2 separate regions of the Lactuca sativa genome follow, and region 1 is linked to region 2. Evidence: chromatin contacts called from public Hi-C data. All regions are on one chromosome and are shown on one strand. The core of a region is the stretch at or near the end of the contact, and the rest is flanking DNA. Distances in the headings are between cores, read along the strand shown. Region 1 holds the start of LOC111909261. Region 2 holds the start of LOC111911561 (glycosyltransferase BC10).

The links. A called contact is a pair of places that touch in the nucleus more often than the background predicts.
Region 1: a contact with region 2 is called in a Hi-C map of seed, with 8 times the contacts expected there. The contact joins the promoter of LOC111909261 here to the promoter of LOC111911561 in region 2. A contact is called at or near these places in 2 of 4 Hi-C or Micro-C datasets (leaf and seed).

Annotation. Positions count from the first base shown.
Region 1 is chr2:93,415,029-93,418,497 of Lsat_Salinas_v11, forward strand. It overlaps LOC111909261, which reads left to right and starts at 1,992. Exons shown (of 3, transcript XM_023905053.3): 1 at 1,992-2,508; 2 at 2,784-2,823; 3 at 2,915-3,021. The coding sequence starts at 2,250. The coding sequence ends at 2,918. It overlaps LOC111909263 (GTPase LSG1-1), which reads left to right. Exons shown (of 7, transcript XM_023905054.2): 7 at 26-1,331. The coding sequence ends at 1,091. LOC111909262 (a long non-coding RNA gene) reads left to right here and starts at 3,045. Exons shown (of 2, transcript XR_006188005.1): 1 at 3,045-3,235.
Region 2 is chr2:93,193,763-93,197,293 of Lsat_Salinas_v11, forward strand. LOC111911561 (glycosyltransferase BC10) reads left to right here and starts at 2,119. Exons shown (of 2, transcript XM_023907317.3): 1 at 2,119-3,467. The coding sequence starts at 2,319. The coding sequence ends at 3,449.

The DNA of each region.
Region 1 (3,469 bases), core at 742-3,241, 220 kb after region 2:
TGTTCCTGTGTTGATTTTTTTGCAGACAAAAATGGGCTGAATACATGAAGCTCCATGACATTCTGTACGTGTTTTGGTCAGCCAAAGTTGCAACTGCGGAGTTAGAAGGGAAAAAAGCACCTGTTCCTGTTTCTTCTTCAGATACAGATACAAAACTATACTCGAGGGATGAGTTATTGTCCCGTTTACAGTCAGAGGCAGAGGAAATAGTGGAAATGAGGACGGGGACCACGGAACATGTAACAGTGGGATTTGTAGGTTACCCGAATGTAGGTAAAAGCTCAACAATCAACGCTTTGGTAGGGGCAAAACGGACCGGTGTAACTTCTACCCCCGGGAAAACCAAGCATTTTCAAACCTTAATAATCACTGAAAAACTTACGTTATGTGATTGCCCCGGGTTAGTGTTCCCGTCGTTTACAAGCTCGAGATACGAGATGATTGCATCCGGAGTTTTACCCATTCACCGGATGACGGAGCACCGGGAAGCGGTACAGGTGGTGGCTGATCGAGTTCCCAGACATGTCATCCAGGCTGTGTATAATATTACCCTCCCCAAACCTAAGCCCTACGAGCCCGAAAACCGCCCACCATTGGCCGCTGAGCTTTTGAGGTCATACTGTGCCTCTCGTGGCTATGTCGCTTCCAGTGGTTTACCCGATGAAACGAAAGCTGCTCGCCAGATTTTGAAGGATTATATTGACGGAAAACTACCCCATTATCAACTGCCGCCAGGGGAGAAGGAGGAGGAGGAGGAGAATGTAGAGAAGGTGGATGAGAGATCGGAAAGTGGTGGTGGTGAAGGGAGGCTGGAAGAGGTTATGGATGATCTTGAGAACTTTGATATGACTAATGGGTTGTTGGGATCGAGTAAAGGGGTAGTACCTGGTGAAAGGAGGAAGCTGCTGCCTCCTGCCGCCTCTGCCTCTGCCTCTGCCTCTCATAAACATCAGCATCATAAAAAGCCTCAGAGAAAGAAGGATAGAGGGTGGAGAGTTAAGGATGATGGGACTGATGGGACGCCGGTTGTCAGGGTGTATCAGAAACCTGTCAACGCTGGACCTGGACCTGGACCTGTCGTGACTACTTAATAAACTAACTTGAGTCTAGCCTTTATTTATATCCTCAGTTGGATAATGTTTCTTGTGTTTCCTAGTCTCTATCTCTATCTATGATTTTTACAAAAAGATCGACGACTATTCTATCATGGATCTTGCATGTTTTTATTTGGGTCAATTAGATATATACTTCTTTAGTTTATAATACAATAGGCAAGCAAATATGTATTTTCATTTGCGAAACATGGTAGAAGAATGATTGTAGTTTGATTAGTTTCTTGTTATTTTTTTCCAACGGAAAGTTAGCAAGAGTTATGATAAAAAAACCAAAGCAAAAAGGAACCAAACTACCACTAAAACAACAAGCAGCAAACCGCACACAACATAGTATTACTAAAAGGTAAAAAACATAGGAAGCCACCGTCCTCCAAGCATAAGGCAAAAGCAATGGAAAAAATACCAACCCCAAATGAGAAGCGAAGGGCGAAAGTGTTCGAGAATCTAAAAGCAGCAGACAATTCCAGCACTAAACACCATTACGCAAGAACCAAAAAATGTAACATCCTAGTTTTTGTTTAAAGTACAAATTAAAATATTATTCCGTTAAAAAAACTCTTAGAGTTTACTAAAAACATTTCATAAACAAAACTGCAGAAGTCAAAAACCCAATTTACATATTTATAATGTCATAAATGAAATTAATTGAGAAACTTTAAGAATCTTTAAATGTGCATGCGAAAGCTCATAGCAATCCAGTTGTGTCCTTTCCCTGGAAAATATTAATAAACCACAAGTAAGCAAGAATGCTTAGTACGCATACACAATACACAATATCAAGGTTCTAAATAATGTTAGACGTGACTTGGCGGCAAAGTCAAGCCTCAAGTTTTTTTTCGAGTTGTAGCGAGCCTTGTCGTTTGTAAGGCATGACTTAAAACAGTAATTTTGTGTATAATTAATAATATATCTTAATACTTTAATAAGCATTTATGAATTTTAAGAGCTACAACCCTTAATACATCATATACAATCAATTTATATATTGCAGTCCGTCAACAGTTGAAAAGTCAAATATAAGATTTTGAATCCGTCAATCACAACATGTTATCATCATCATCCCTTAATTTGCGGCCGGTGGAGATGAAAACCCGCTTAAACAACTCAACAAATTGAAATTTCCACGAAATCCTTATGGTTCCTGTGGATCTATACATCTTGCTTCATACAACTTCGTTCACATTTTCTCTAAGTCCCTCTCTCTTACTCACCGGTCACTTCCACCGTCTCCGCATCACTAGCAACACCGCTTCACTTCTCCAACCTCACTTCTTCAACACGAGCCTACTCCTGCATTCTCCTCCTCTCTCATTTGTCCTTTATCTTTCACGACGAGTTGGATTGCCAGATTGTTACCCTTTAATAAGCGACCGCCTGATACGGATTCACCAAGGTACCCCCTTATCTTCATATTTGGAAACACTTTTCTATTAGAGACCCAAAAGGCTTCTCTTTGTTTCTATTATCTCGCTCCATTCAAGATCACGAGAAAGTGAATTTTTTGTTACCTTTTCATTATTAGAATTTTTTTTTGTAGGATAAAATTGGGAAGACCAGCACAAAATAAAAATATCTATGTGTGCGTGTGTGACGATATCATGCTCCAAACCTCATTCTCTATCTCGATTTCAATCCTTGAAACTTACTCTCGATCTTGATATTTTGCAGATAAGAGACAGCTTACGATGTCAAGGCCTAAATTTCAAAGGTAAGCAACAGTTTCAAGCCCTAAAATTCACTTTTGATCTCGATTTCAAGCCCTAAACCACACTTTTGATTTTGATTTTGATGTTTTGCAGATAGAAGATAAGATATGATTCCATGCCCTAAACCTCTCTCTTCTCTCTCTCTCTCTCTCTCTAGGTTTACCATCAAGGACCCAAAACATTACGATTTCGTTTTTTTTTTTTTTTTTTATTTTATTTTTTATTTTTTTATTTTCTTCTTTTGATTTGTTGCATACACATCAATTTTTGCTACATACATATAAAACTTAAAGATCATTTGAGGAATTGAAGGATTGGATTTCATATTTGTATGTATGTTTAACATGTGAACTTGAAAATAGAAGGTTAGAAAAAGGTTGGAGGCGATTGCAGGAAAAGAAATTCCACATAGAGGTATGTATTTTGTGTGTAGGTATGTGTATCTCTCTGTGTGTGTGTTTATATGTATATAGGTGTGTGTATAAGTATAGGTGTATATACATGTGTGTTCATGTAGGAGTCTAATGTGCATATGTTTGTATGCAGGTGTTTTTATCTGTTTTTGTGTGTTTGTATGTAGGTATATATATTTGTATAGGTGTGTGTGTGTATATATATATATATATATATATATATATATATATATAT
Region 2 (3,531 bases), core at 869-3,368:
CAAATTTGAACTTATGTGATCATGGATTCCCCACATGAATTCATAAACTGATTCCAAATGGGTTATTTGTATTTAGGAATTGTTTAATGGGTTATTTGTATTCAGAAATCTAATGCATTTTTTTATGTTTCCAAGATTGTTTATTCTGTTTTTGGGTTTTTTCTTTTAAATTCAGAAACTATTTCCAAATGGGTTATTTATACAAAAGGGTCTTTAGTCTAGTGGTAAGGAGTAACACTTTCAAATGAGAAGTCATGAGTTCAAGTCTCGTTAGGAGACATATGTGGTTTTAGGAGTAGGTTAGTTTGCCGGTAAAAAAAAGCTTATTTGGACATATGAAATATTTTATTTCATTTAGTAGGCACAAATGTCACTTAAAGTTTAAACAAGGTTTAGTTATGCATTTGCATCGATTCTCTCCTTTTTGCCAAATAAATGTGTCTTTAAAATGTTTTAGACTATAAATATGATCTAAATGCCACTAAACTCTTAACATTTGAGTGTGGCACAGTTGGTTTATTACCTGATTCTTTGACGATTGCAAAACATAAGATGGCGAGAAGGGAAAAAGAAGCCATCAAGAGGTTAACGATTGTGCTGAGAGTAATCGTTCAGGAAAGAAGAGCATTACATCAACCATGTTCCTCTGATTTTGAAGGTAGGGCATTTTCGTCCTTTTCTTTATTTTTTTCAATTTAGTTGATTTCAGTTTACAAAAAAAGATTATAAAGTAGTAAAAATATTTTAAAAAAATGGATTTGGGTATATATATATATATATATATATATATATATATATATATATATATATATATATATATATTGTATTTTAAATGATTGAGAAGGGTAAATTTCATATTTCAATATTATATCGGGTAAATTCTTTGTCATAAAAAGGTAACATAAGGGTCTTTTATTTCAAGTATTTTAGTTGCATGATGAATTTGGATCTATTGTACCAGAAGGTGAAGTTATAACGATGAGACTCAAAACTATCTTATTTCTTAATGGAGAAGACTCTCTTATGATAGTTCCTAATTCTTTGCTATAATGTTAGCTTTTTTTAGTTAATGTTGACCGATTTAATAATGAAAGTTACTTTATTTATATCCATTTATTTGTTAGTCATCTTTACACAATTAGTTTTTTTTAAAAGACTTTGGTTGTTATTGAATAACTCAGATAAGATGGAATATTGGGAATATATGTAAGTGAGTTTTGGGTTGTTATCACAATAAAATGTAGGTGGAATCTTGAGAATATATATAAGTGAGTTTTGGGTTGTTATCAGAATAAAATGTTGTGATTATTATTTTGAGACTAAAGCTTCAATAGTTAAATGTAGTTAAAGAATGTTATTTTAGTGAATATTATTTGAAACTAAAGGTTCAGTTAAAAGGTGTTGTTATTTTGACAAAAATTGTTTGAGATTAGTAATGTAATGACCTCCACATCAATACATAAATAAATAAAATATTTGTTTTAATATCCATTTGCAAACACTCCATGACCAAAATAGTACATAAATGCAACAATAACATATTTGAGACAATGTATAGATCCATGCCTTCCAACCTTTGCAAAACAACATATTTTAGATAATGTATAAATCCATGCCTTCCAAAACAGAGAAATTTTTACTGGTTTATTAGATAATAATATAAAAGATTCATCAAATTTACAACATATTTAAGATAATGTATAGATCCATGTCTTCCGACCCCTGCAAAACGAAATTTTTTTTACTGGTTTATTAGATAATAATATAAAGGATTAATCAAATTTACAACTTATTTATGTTAACTAATATACTTAGGTAAGTTTTAACTTTTTTTTTTTGGTCAATTTGTATATAATTAAATGAAACTCTTACCATCTCGTGTGTATATAAATGATCGAATTTTATAACAACTTCAATAATAACGATATAAATTGATTAAAATGAATTTCCTTATATATTTGGACAAAATTTTGAAGCTTCACATAAACAATTCATTTAAAAAAAAAAAAAAAAGAGTAAAACCATCAGATAAATGGTGCAACTACAAAATTTGTAATTTAGTATGTTGAATGTATACAAGTAGATTTTAAAATTGTTATAAAGATGCTTGTTTGTTTTTTCAGTATAGAATATACAGAGATCACATCACATTTATGTTTTGATGGTGTTGTCCAACCAATCTCATCTCATTTCATCATCACCCCCAGGCCCCAAACCCCTCACCATCGGTTGAGCACTATGCAGAAATTCACACCCAATCCATAATCTTGAATTAAGAACCAAATCAATACTGCTTCAACTTCAAATTTCACTCGACAATGATGATAACCTCCTCTTCATCTTCGTCCAATTCCGCAGTAGCAGCAGCACCGTCGCCATTAATCCCGACAATCATTCTACTCCTACTATGTCTTCCTGGTCTCTTTTACTTAGCCCCACACATCCTCCCTCCCCCGCCAACACCACCCATCTCCTTCCCCGAGGAACTTGAAGATCTTTCCCTTTTCCGGAGGGCCGCTGCCGTTGAATCAAACGCAAACAACCCATCTAGACCTAAATCCCATCTCGGATCCACCAATTCTAAACCCAAAATCGCCTTCCTCTTCCTCACAAACTCCGACCTTCACTTCGCCCCTTTATGGGAACAGTTCTTTAATGGCAACAAATCAAATCGTCATCTCTACTCTTTGTATGTTCACGCCGACCCAACTGTGAAGACCAAAATCAAAAGCCCTGGTGGGATTTTTTCTGAAGATCGATTCATTACTGCTAAGAAAACTCATCGTGGAACCGCCACTCTCGTCTCCGCCGCTCGTCGTCTCCTTGCCACCGCACTACTCGACGATCCTTCTAACGCGTTTTTCACGCTTATCTCCCAGCATTGCGTACCCCTTCACTCTTTCAACTTCTTTTACGATACCCTTTTCGAAGTTAAATCGCATCAAATAGCCGAATTGCGACATTTGAAGTACAAAAGCTTCATCGAGATAATTTCCAAAGATCCCAATATTTTGGACAGGTACAATGCCAGAGGGAAAGGCGTGATGGTTCCCGAAGTTCCATTTAATAAATTTCGAATGGGTTCACAGTTCTTTACGCTGACGCGTAGGCACGCACTGCTGGTGGTCAGTGATCGGCGGCTATGGAAGAAGTTCAAGCTGAATTGTCTGAGGCCGCAATCGTGTTACCCTGAAGAGCATTATTTTCCAACATTGTTGTCCATGGAGGATCCAGAAGGGTGTACCGGATATACACTGACTCGTGTGAATTGGACTGATAGTGTTAATGGACACCCACATACATATTATCCGCCGGAGGTGTCGCCTGAGCTCGTCTACAAGCTGCGACAGTCTAATTTCACAAACTCTTACATGTTTGCAAGAAAGTTCTCACCGGATTGCTTGCAGCCATTGATGAACATGGCCACGGAAGTCATTTTCCGGGACTGAATTCTTTTGAGTTTTCTGGTAATCCCCTCACATTTCTATTTGATCTTCTATACTTAGATGTGGTTAAACAGCTATAACTGGG